Regions from separate parts of the Triticum aestivum genome. Here region 2 is linked to region 1. The links are chromatin contacts, called in public Hi-C maps. All regions are on one chromosome and are shown on one strand. The core of a region is the stretch at or near the end of the contact, and the rest is flanking DNA. Distances in the headings are between cores, read along the strand shown.

What was found. A called contact is a pair of places that touch in the nucleus more often than the background predicts.
Region 2: a Hi-C map of leaf shows a contact between it and region 1, with 9 times the contacts expected there. The contact joins the promoter of LOC123185058 here to the promoter of LOC123188129 in region 1. A contact is called at or near these places in 2 of 5 Hi-C or Micro-C datasets (both in leaf).

What each region holds. Positions count from the first base shown.
Region 1 is chr2A:160,957,079-160,963,400 of IWGSC CS RefSeq v2.1, forward strand. LOC123188129 (WRKY transcription factor SUSIBA2) reads right to left here and starts at 3,906. Exons shown (of 6, transcript XM_044600171.1): 1 at 3,423-3,906; 2 at 2,203-2,370; 3 at 1,119-1,659; 4 at 501-666; 5 at 240-398. The coding sequence starts at 3,656.
Region 2 is chr2A:161,109,234-161,115,555 of IWGSC CS RefSeq v2.1, forward strand. LOC123185058 reads right to left here and starts at 3,445. Exons shown (of 1, transcript XM_044597070.1): 1 at 2,510-3,445. The coding sequence starts at 3,341. The coding sequence ends at 2,745.

The sequences.
Region 1 (6,322 bases), core at 2,656-5,155:
TTACATTTAACCAGTATCATCTTAATCACAGGCTCTCTTATGTTAGGGATAAAACTCAACACATGCATGACACGTGACTGAGAAAGCATATAAAATACAATTATGCATAGACATGTCGCAAAATACAAAGTGCAAAAAGTTCTTAGCCAGAATAGATATTTACCATTACAATGACAATCTTCTCAAGAGCCAGACAATAAAAGGATAAAAAGCAACTAATGAAGAAAATAAATACTTACCGTGGATTGGGGTTTCCTTTGACAACTTTCTGTCCATATTTCCGCCAACGATACCCATCATCCAAGATGTCAACCTCACTTACAGTTTGAACGACAACACGGGGCTCACGGTTAGGTTTACCCATCAGAGCAGCATCAATACCAGCAGACTCCATTTTCCTGTTTTCATATTTGATAGTTGTAGACAAGAAGATTAGCACTTGTCACTTGACAGGAATGATTCTTTGAAGTGTAAATTTACCAAGTTCAAACCAAGCATACCTGCGTTTTGACTCTAAATCCTCCTCCTCAGTACCATCATCCCCAGGGTAGGATCTTCCACCTCCAGCATCTATGTCATCATCACTAACTGAAACTGGAACAGGCTCAACCATGCCAGGCGAATTTACCGCATTAGCAAGGTTGCTAAGAGCATTGGAAGATTTATCTGCAAAAAAGATAGAAGTCTGAGATAGCGAGAAAACAATGACTACAAGAAAATTAAAGCACTTCTACCACAAGCTCTCTTTTTGTGTACGGACTGGTCAATATATATCTATTGTGATGCCCACGTTCAACTCAGGGAAACTCATATGTACTAAATCAGCGACAATTAATATAGATTGGAGTGAGAATTAAATTTGAGTTTTGTAACTTCAAGGGATTCATTTCCAAGAATTTTACAATTTTGAACTGATGGTTTTTACTACAACTATATTAAGTTCATAAAAAATAGGAAGCTACTCGAGAGGAGGGAAAAGCAGCAATGGGATCCTAAAATTCAACCATAGATGTCGATACATTTTTACTTCCATGCTAGATACAAGAATGCAGGATGCCAAGCTCCAAACTATAGGGACCTGATGCAGTATTTCCAAGAAATCATGACAAACATCTCACCATCAGCAGCTGCCGCACCATCATATCGTTCTTCACCCTGGTTCAAAGGAACTGCACCACCAGCTAACCTCCTATTAGGCTGGGGCTTAGGATGATTATGGCGCCCCTTATAGACAACTTCCGTGATCAGACCATCAACCGCACGCTCCAATAGCTTTTTTACTTCACAATTAGGATGTGTGCACTTGTAATAACTTCTAGGGTTTTCACTTCCCTTGACATGCTTCTGCCCATATTTGCGCCAGTTGTAGCCATCATCTGCTGACTTGTCAGCAACATTTTCAGACTGCGGCTCTTGCATGGCATTGTCAGAACTATTCATCTGCTGCGGCTCAGAAGTACCAACTTCAGCAGGCATGCTGTCAGTCAAACCAACCATTCCAACAGGTTGGTTCGGAGCACTTACATTCACTGTAAGACTTGACTCGCGTGAACAGGGAGGTCTGTTTTCATTCACCATATTGCTAGATGATGAGCTGGGATTCATACTCTGATTTTGCATAGAATGCTCGTGTTTTTTTAGATCACTCATAGCAGGAGCCTGCAGTACAAAATATGAGCATTACAAATGTTACACGATGCAAAACAAAATATGCAAAAACAAGTCAACAGGAATTAAGAAAGAATGTGACTAACATAGCAAGCACAGATAGATCTAACTACATATGTACCATAGTTTTTCCCCAAACTGTCATTCAAAGTGCTTTTTTCAAACTCTACTATTTATAAAGAAACTTCTCCGCTACATGTGAAAGAAGTAATGTTACATATGGATATTGAGTTAATGAGTTCTATACTGAGATTTGCCATGCATCTGGGATAGTGTTACCTTCCTACCCTCCAAAGAAGATCAGAATAAAATAGGTAAGTTCGTACATGCATTTACAAATGATAGGCAAGATTATGAATTATGCAACAATTCAAGAACCTAGCCGAATTATGGTTATAATATGCACAATAAAGGCCAGATATATTTGTGGGGTCGTATAGAAACAAAATGCTTAAATTTTCTTTTGATGTTCTGCAAGATAAAGTACATTAATCTCTATGGGACACAGAGAAAAGAAAATTAAAGGTTGTGTACCACTGATTGAGAAGACGAATTCAGATGAGGCTTGAATTCAAAATCCCTAGAACCCCCATCTTCATGGGCTCGAATGGACTTATCCCGTGGCGAAGGCATGTCTGGATGAGCACTCTTGTGCATAATTGCAGCCATGCTCAGACTACCAGTTGTTGGTGAAGGTTCAACCTGAAAGAAATTTTTGTTAACTATTTTCAGTGTCCACCACGCTTTAAGACCTCTGAATACTTGTGAACGCAAAATAGGAAGTACAACAACACTACAGCCTGCAAATTGCATATATGAAGTACATCGCCCTCTGAAATAAATGTCACCTTAATAAATATTTTTCTTTACTATAGCCTGCAGATTGCATATATGAAGTACCTCGCCCTCTGAAATAAATGCCACCTTAATAAATATTTTTCTTTAAAAGTAACAAGTTTGCCAATCATTTTCTCCTATGCTTGAAAGAGGAAACATGAAGAAGAAGGCCGGCAAGAATAACAGAGCAAGACAAAGAAAGCAACAATGATGCTGCAAGCAAGTGACTAGGCCCAGCAAGCAAGGGCCATTTCAGTTTGTACGCTGCCAGCAAGAGGACTCAGGAAAACAAATACCACTTCTACAACCAATCCCGAGGAAGAATAACAACCAAACGGTCAACCCGAACACAATTACTTGGTGATGTCCTTATGAACGAGCACCATCTCTTAGCACACCACCAGTATAACCGGCCAGGGCCGAGGGGGCGTTTCCTTAAATAAGGCCCTACAGAGCCCCCGTAGAAGGAATGTCAAATGATGATTTGTTCTCGTAGCCACCAAGTGTGTGCATAACTAACAGAATAATTCCCTGCAGACGCACAAGCAACAGCATCCCCCTCACTCCACAGCAAGTAGACGGCGCGGGGACGCTCCAAAAGAAGAAGCGGGGGGAAAACAAACATATCACGAAGAACCCCCGCAGAAAAGGAAGTTCCAGAAGCTTCATGGCATGGCCGGAAATGCGAAAGCGCACAGGGAAAGCGCGTTATTCCGAGGCCACGAGCCAATTAATTCCCCGGCGCAATTGTCTCATAAACTAGAGCGCGGAGCTAATGCGCATCGGAATCCCTCCTTTTCCCCAGCTCAAATTGACCTCAGCATGACACGGACGCCGTACGGCCCGCAGATCCCGCGGTAACAAGTAGTAACAGCAGGCGAGAGGCGAGAGGTACAGTACAGGGAGGCGGCAGTCACCTTGAAGTTGGTGAGGAGCACGGGGGAGTCGAGGAGGGCGGAGGGGCTGAAGCCGGCGGGGATGGTGAGGCAGGGCTCGCGCGAGATCGGCAGCCGCGCGGGGGACATGGCCTTGTACCTCGCGCCCGCGCCGGCGAGCGCCGCGACGCGTCGATCCGCGGGGTACGGCTTGTCGGGCGAGCTCCCGGCGGGCGAGGGGAGGTCCCCGGAGCTAGGGTTCGGCGAATCGGCCATCGGCGCGGTGCGGGGCTGAGCGGAGGGGCCTGAGCGGAGGAAGCCGGAGGTGGTTTTGGAGGCGACGGTGCGAGGGGCAGTTTGGGGAGGGCGGGCTCGTCCGCTAGCGAAGGCGGCGTGGGGCGTGAGGCTGCGGCTCGTGTGGACTTGATTAATGGGGGCAGGGGAAATGACCCTTCCGCCCCTGGATGGCCCCCGAAATCTCCCCGGTTGGGTACGGCGGTACGCACCCGAGCGAGCTCAGAGGGGGGAGGGAGGGAAGCGGCCGTGCGTGGTGTGGTGTGGTGTGATGTGGGCAACCGCGGCACGAAACCGGTGGTGGGATCCGGGGGCAGGGGGTGGCGACAGCGACCGCGGCTGGCTGCGGGGTTGGGACTTTGGGGGCACCGATGGGCTGCTTTTCTCCGTGTGGCTGTCGGGTGGGGCCGCGGGGGGCCGGTCGGGGCGTCAGGGAGAGGGGTGAGGGGGCGGGTTGGGGCTGCGGGTGAGGCTGGGATACTGGTGGGGTGGGCAAAGTAAATGCGTGTTTTAAATTCGGCATGGGATGCCTGTCAGAGTGCCCCATGATGATCCTCTTGGCATTGAATGAGAACGACATGGTAAATCGGGGCCTGGATTTTGAAATGTCGCGGGGATTTTCTACCGCGGTTAAATGGGTTTTATTGTTCTGCAACGACTCTTTTTGGCTACACTGGATACCAAATCTACGCAGGGTAGAAAAGCATGGACGACTGGCGACAGTGTAACGTGCGGATACGTTGATGAGGCAGTTGTGTATTAGGATAGGGAAACGTTTCCCTGCGGACGACCGGCCGAGCGCTCGCCCGGTCGCCGCTCGCTCGCTCACTTTTTTACGCGGAAGCGGACTGGGCCACGTGAGTTCATGGGCCTTTTAATCCAACAGCCTAGAACCAGACGTCTTGAGAAAGCTTTATTTTACTCTAGACTCTAAGCGCATGTCCAGCTGCGCCCCCAACAGACCCCCTCAAAGCCGTTTTTTAGCGCCGGCATTGAAAAATCGACCCAGTCACGTCTTCAAGAACCTGTTTTTTGCCGGATTGAACCGAAATTGACGCTGGCGCACCCAACCCAAACCCGGCGCGCTGCGGGGCGCCGGCGCGAATGTTTTGGCGCGAAAGAGTGGCGGGACCGGCGCGTCAGCGAGACGAAGGCTGGTCGTCCTCATCGTCTCGGTTTTCCCGCGAGGAATCAATGCCAAGGCTGCCGCCGGTCAGCCTGCCATTGATTCACGGGCGGCGAAGTGCGGCGACGCCGCCCCGCCTTCCGCCATGCTTTCGCACGTGGCCGCCCCTGAGCCGCTATAAAAGGCACCCCTGGCCGCGCCGGTGAGGCACCCATCCATCGGCATCGGCAGTCCTCCCCCTCCTCATCGCCGCACTTCCTTCCCTCTCTCGGCCGTTCGAGCCCCTCTCTTTCCTCCCCGGCAACCATGAGCGCGAGGTACCCCGGAAACGCGGCAGCGGCCAACGGTTTCGGCCGCCGCTCGCTGCATGAGTGGGAGGCCTACCTCCTCCACGAGACCAACTACCCCGCGCCGCCCGACGTACGCGCTCCGTCGCGGTGGAGGCTCGGCGTCGGCGGGGTCCCTGTCCCTCCTCTGCCGGTCCTCGAGACGCCCGCCTATTTCCACGCCGAGATCGAGCGTGCGCGGGCGTCCCTGGCGGTCGCGGAGCGGGCGCTCCCGGATTACGCCACCGGCAACCACGCGGTGTGGGCGGCGTACTTCAAACGCCGGCAGGAGGAGCGGCTCACCTCCACCAACAACGCGCCGACGCCGCGCGTCCGCAATAACAGCGAGGGCCGCCGCCTGTGGTGGGGCGTCCCGGGCCGCACGCTCAGCGGCGTCCTCGCGCACTGTGACGCCCGGATAATTAGACTACAGTAAACTTTTATTAATGATGCCACGTCATCTTGATTACTGTTGCTAATCTTGCGTTAGTTCGAAACTGGTTCAAATTCAAAATCACAATCAAGCAAACAATACAGGTTTTCAAATATAAAATCTAAAATGTTCGGAGTGGGCCAAATAGTGCATAAGAAAATTATGGTGAAGAATTCACACTTTTATAAAGTAGTTAAATGCATTAAAATAAATAAAACAGTGGCAAAACTATTATTTAAATGCTCTTAAATTAATAAACAAATACAAACTACTTTGATTAATGTGCCAAGTTATTTGTGGAAGTGGAATGTTTAGTAACGCTAATTTAGAGAATCTTATTGTGTTTTGTTTAAACTAGAGCAATTAAGGATTAAAAAAGAAAAAGAAAACAAAACAAAACAACAAAAATAAAAAGCAGGCAACCCGCCCCCACTGGGCCGTGGCCCAACTTGGTCGGACGGCCTCGGCCCACCAGGCCACCACCCTGGTCGGCCCACTTCTCCCTCTCCCTTATCCCCCCCAAGCACCGAATATATCTAGACGAATCGTCCCACTCCCCCACGTCTTCCTCTCGCTCCCCTCCTCTCAGTTGGATCGGGTTCGAGCCCGATTTCGTCCTCAGCGCCACCACCCCGGTGCCCCCGCCGCCGCCCTTCCGCCGGTGCCACCTCGCCAGAAGCATTGGCCTCCTCCCGAAGCCCCCCCCCCTCACCGCGACGCCTTGGACGCCACTGCCTCGCCCCGATCTGGTGCCGCGCCTCCC
Region 2 (6,322 bases), core at 2,195-4,694, 150 kb after region 1:
CCTTTCCTATAGCCGTAGCCGTATCCACACGCTCCGCAGAGATTGCCGTCGCTGCATCCCACCATCTGGATTGTCCAGTACAAAAGTGGATCACCTGCATAGAATCAGACTCCGCCTCAAAGCGATTGTATCCGAGAGAATTAGCTAGCTCAAGTCCATCTTTCATGGCCATCGCTTCGGTTGCGACTATGTCAGCTGCAAAAGGGATAATTGGCAGCAATAAAATTACCATATGCATCTCTTAGAATAGCTGAGATCGCTCCCATTCCCTCTTCCTCATAGAACGTTGCGTCCACGTTTACTTTCACAACTTTTGGATCCGGTTTACTTCATTTTCTGTCTTGTGTTCCACTTGGCTTAGAGAAGACTTTGTGATAATTGCTTGCAATCGCTAAAACACTGCTATGGGCCAACAGATAATCGGAGGGACTGTCTCATTATGCGTAATGCGTCGCCTGATCCACCGTAAATACCAGCAAGCTACTGCCACAACCTGCTTAAAATTCAGAGTTGGTTAGAGCTCCATTGGGATATCCGACAAGTTCAGCAAAAACTCCAAAACCGCGGACCCTGATTTATCCATTACTGTTGTCTGGTTAATTACTTCAGTTAGCCGCAAGCGCTGCCACATCTCCTTTGCATGGGTGCATGTGAATAGCAAATGATGTAGGTCTTCTGCTCCTTGATGGCAGATCGGACAGGCTCTGTTACTACCAATATGTCCGTTCATTAAACTTTGAGTGGAATATTTAGTTTCCATAGTATTCTCCATACTGCCGGAGGATTAGAGCCAGTTGCTCCTGAAATTCCATTTGCCTGAGACCTAAAAGTATGCATCCACTGTAATCTGTATGTCGTTCGGACAGAGAAGATTCCTGTTCTATTCACATGCCAAGCAACAAAGTCATCAAAGGCTTGGTGATTCAAGGGTATTTGCAATATCCTTCGCACATCCACAGGGTTGAAGATGCTTCTCAGTAGCTCCTCATCCCACGTGCCATTATTTGGGTCAATGAGATCACTTACCTATGACAGTAATGTTTGCCCACGAGGGGTAATTATCTTTCGATCCGAAGTGGAAGGTATCCATGGATCATCCCATATGTTCACTGTATCACCAGAACCAATTCTCCAAATAAAGCCTTTCTTGAAAGTCTCTAGCCCCTTCAGAATACTTTTCCATGTGAAAGACGATCCTTGTTTAGGAATAGCTTGAAGTAAGCTCCCATTTGGATAATATTTCGCTTTCAAAACACAAGCACATAGGGACTCTGGTTCAGTAATTAACCTTCAACATTGTTTAGTAAGCATGGCTAAATTGAACGAATATAGATCACGAAATCCCATACCGCCTTCATTTTTAGGGAAGCACAATTTCCACCACGAGTACCAGTGCATTTTCTTATTCTCCTCGTCGTCACCCCACCAAAATTGGGAAATAATATCTGTGATACTGACATTGCGAAAACTAGTATTGCTTGGGCCACTTCCTTAAGTAGGATTTCCTTGCCCCCTGTGGTTCTTTTCTTGTGAAGAAAGGTCGAAACGGCCTTTGAAGACTTTTTTTCATGCCTGGTCTGCAAGTGTCTTTGAAGTAGAAACGAAAGATAAGAGTAGACGTGTCTCGTTAATGCATGAGTTGAAATGTTGCATGGATTCTGAATGATCTGTGATTAACGATTTTTACCAAGCCTTACCTTCGTGAATTACTGGTCGATATGTTCATAGCTCCCTTCCTTTAACTGAATGTGGTGCCCTCAACTTACATTAATCTTGAACTGCTTATTTTGTACTCCCTCCGTCCATAATATAAGAGCGTTTTTTTACACTACACTAGTGTCAAAAACGCTCTTATATTATGGGACAGAGGGAGTATCTATTTGAGTTGCTTTCTGATCTCTGGATCAGATTGGGTTATAGATTACTTTTTCATGTTTGTTTGAATTACAGTGACAGTTTGTGTCACACAGTGCAGTCACATAGCTTCGGTCTGATGCTTCTGGGTGCACCTGCTACAGTCAACATGCCAATACCTGGGTTATTTCTTAACAAATTATTGGCTTCTGGATTGGATGCTACTCCCTCCGTTCCAAAATAGATGACTCTTCTGGTTTTTTTGACAGATGATGTTCCTCTCATGAACAATGCACAAGTGGAGACTGCTGATAAACAAGAAATCCTTTCTGAAGCCAATAGGCAGCATTAGCAAGAAGGTAGAGCTTCACTTGATTGTGGTGGTTGTGCAGATGTTAAATGGCTGTTTAACCATAATAATGCAAGGAGTGGTATGGATGGCATTTTCCTGTGCTGGTCCAAATTGTGAGTGACAACTACTACCTCTATGCTAAGCTTTTCCAAGTTTGTGGTAAACAAACCTGATTTGGCATAGAAAAACATTCCAGCTCTACTGGATCTGATTGCAGACGAGGACAAGGCAAAAATTCAGCCACTAGTTTTAGATTGGACTTTGCATATCAAGTTGCCACCTTGCAAATCATAACAAATTGACTTGCTAAAAGGAGTCAATCAAGGTAATTAAGCAGTACAGTACTACTACCAAGTACTAACACAAAAAGTTGCCCACACAAAGAACACCAAGAACACAAGCATGGACACACTGATACGTACACAGGCATGTCAGCTGCAATCTCACTGCACTCTAATCAGTCATCACACAGACGCATAATCTAAGCATAAGAAAATGCAAAGGAAGCACTAAGTGGAGTTACTGGATCCGATTCAGGCTAGCGGGTGAAGGCGTAGAAGACGATGCCAATGTAGATCAGCATGGCGGAAGGCACGAGCGTGACGAGCGGGATGACGGCGCCCCATGCCGCGGAGCCGCCGGCGCCGCAGCCGAGCCGGCCGAGCTTCACCTGCACCACGTTGACGAGGGCCATCGTCAGGAACCCGCATCCGCACACGGATCCCACCGCGCACGCCAAGATCCCGACCCGGAGCGCTGCCCGGTTGATCTTCACCGTCCAGCTGACGGCGGCTCCGGCGGCGGCGGAGGAGGCACGGCGGTAGTGGGGGAAGGTGCGGACGATCTGCTTGAGGCAGAGCGCGACGAGGCTGGAGAAGAGGAAACAAGCGAAGGCGAGGACGTGAAAGGAGACGAGGTCAGACTCGATGCGGTCCCCCGCGGCGCAGGCGCCCAGGTGGTCGGCGCCGTCGGCGAGGCCTGGCCCGTCGGAGGAGGGGCGCCACGCCAAGCCGAGGAACGCGGCGAGGGTGAAGAGAGAGTTCACGTTCACGATGCCGTCCAGAGCCGTGACCTGGATGCTCGTTCCCGCACCGCTGCGGCTGCCGCTGCCGGTGGCAGCATCGCCGCGCTCCATGGCTTGGATCCTTGGTTCGGAGGTGGACTAGGATGCGGTGGGTGGGTTTGGGGATCGGGCAGGGGCTGTCGTCTGGTCGATGTGACCGACTGACCGTGCGAGCATATGCTTACCTAGGCCAAAATTACCGGAATATCCTATTTGACGCTAATTGCGGCAAATTGTGGAAGGAACGCACATGGAACAGGAGAGAGCGAGCGACATGGCCCGGCCCACTACTGGTGGATTACCGTGCTACAGTATCCCGGTTTTGGGAACCTTCTAGAAGGTTCCCTGGACCTTTTTTTTTCTTTTTGACCCATTTTCCTGTTTCTTCTTGGGTTCTTTTTGTTTTTAGTTTTTTTATTTTCTTCTTTTTCCGCTTTTCTGTTTACTTTTTTGCTTTTTCGTTTATTTTACTTTTCAAGTTTATTTTTTTAAAGACCATCTTTCCAAAATTGTTGAAAATTTTCATAAAATGTTCCTGTTTTGGGAAAATTTCAAAATTTCAAAAAATGCTCGTGTTTTAAAAAATTGTTCATAAATTCAAAAAATGTTCCTCTTTTTTAAAAAAGTCGCATTTTTGAAATCTTCGAAAAATTGTTCGCACGCCGGGCCAATTAGTACGAGGTCGCCGGTTCGAGTTTCAGCGGTACCGCTACTGGTTTTCTTTTTTGCGATTTTTCATAAGCTCCCAAAGTTATCGTTTCACACAGACCTGGCCGGCTAGCACGGCCCACCAGGCATTCCTGATATACAGGCCATGCTGGGCCGGCACTCGTACTGCACTTCCTGGCCCAGGCACGGCACAACAAGGAAACGGGCCGGCCCACCGACATATTTAGTCCACCAGCCCGCTTGATTTTGCGATGTTTTAGGCCTATTTGGGCTGTTTGGGGGCGGGGGTGGAGTGCGAAGTTTTTTGTGTGCTCGGGCACCATGGTGTCCTTTTTGTGAAAAAATATATACCAAAAAACATGTTTAGAAGTTTAAAAAAATCGACAAGAATTCTGTAGAAACTTGTACGTATTCACTACGGATCCATGAAATTTTGTTTTGAAAAAATGTAATCTGTAAGCTGTACCAAAAAATCTGGCCCGAAAACAAAAAATGTTGGCCCATTTGAAAATACATATTTGTCTTTTTTTGTACGCCACGTGGGAAAGTAAAATGTAATGAATTTTTGCACACATGTACTATGTGTGTATGTGTGCTTACAAAAAGATTTGAAATTTTTGCGCTATAATTTTTTTTGAAAATCTGAAAAAAAAAGAAATAAGAAAGGAAATGGGTCGTGCAGTGCCGACTCTCATGCCTGCCCAGCCTCGTAGCCCTAGACAAGCCACATGCCAGCACGCCCCGATTGTAAACGTGTCAGGCCATGCTCATCACGGGACGTCACGTGGGTTATCGGGCCAGCCCGCTAAGACTTGCCCATTTGGTCGCCATTGTTCTCACACAAGATTAGAAAAAAGAGAGCAGGTTGTCAAAAAAGCAAGAAATGACTCATTTTACAGAAGCAAGAAATGACTCACTCGCTCAATTTTACTATATGACATGTTTGCCACCACCATACACAATAGCGATAGGATAGCTAGGCTATATTAACAACGACGGTACCCGGCTAAACCAACTACTATTGCATGCACAGTAGTCATAAGTGGCTGGACGTTGTGGCTGAGCCACCAATTCAACCCACATTCTTCATCCTTCTCTTCCTAGTTGGGATGTTGCCCTCCCCCTCTTCCATCCAAACTTCTCTCAAACTGATGTCATTTGTTAAGTAAATAGAATCATTTCCATCCCTTGAGGTAACCTCTCGCATCCCACGATTTGATTGGTTGAAATTCCCTTGTTTGATTGCATTCTTCACTTTTGGGAAAAGCATTTTTTGTATATTTCTCTCAAATCCGCTATTAAAGTGGTGGACCATGCGTTTGTATGTAGTATACAATGTGTGCAAGCAGTATGCTTGTGGTTTATAGTAAAACGTAGGATTAGGGTATGTGTTAGATTGTAGGGTCATGGTATGCGTTGGTAAGAATTATATAATGACATGGTGTGTTTTATACATTTGTTGTGATGTGCTTTACATATAACTAGAAGATATTCCACGTGTTGCTATGGAATTTGTGGTTGATAAGCTCCTAAACATTATGTGAAGACTAAAGAGAGATTAATATTATTGTGATGGGCTTCTTGGATAGACATGAGCTAACTTTTGGAACTTGTGAATCCAAATGAATATTTCTAGTTGGTTGAGGACTCAAAATAATAGTCTACATCTTGAATGAACAAGTCAAAATACTTAAGTACTTGTTGTGAGCTACTCCCTTCGTCCCATAATGTAAGACGTTTTTTGACTCTAGTGTAGTGTCAACAAACGTCATACATTATGGGACGGGGGGAGTAGAATATAGTGAACAAATCAAAGTACTTAAGTACCTGTGGTGCTGCTAAGAAAAAGTGCGGGGTTGCCACTCAAATATGTTCGCCAAATTCATAAACCATAATTTTTGAATTGCCATTTTCCAACATGTTTTTGACACATTTGGGTCAAATAGTAAACTATATTAATTGCTAGTTTGTACCTGTAGGCACTCAACCAAGAAAAATGTGTTGACAACATGAATAGATGAGCACCACCTACAACTGGCACCATATAAAGGTATTACCTTAGAAATAATTTTTACAATTTTTTATCTTAACTTACAAATTTAGGGTGCAGATAAGTAGGTTCTCCAGATATGAAATATACAGTGAGAACAATCTACGACAAGCAAACTAGTACACTAAATAAGAAAGAGAAACAAGCTAGCTAGCAAACAAACACAAGTAAAAGTACAAAAGGAAAGACCGCCCAAGTCGGAGACGCGGATGTATACCGAAGGTCATACTCTTGGGGGAATGCTAATCTCTATTAGAGAGGTGCGAGAGCCAAAATTCCTGGCCGCCACAAAGTGGCTCACCCTAGTCTCCATTTGATTCATCCTGCAACAAAT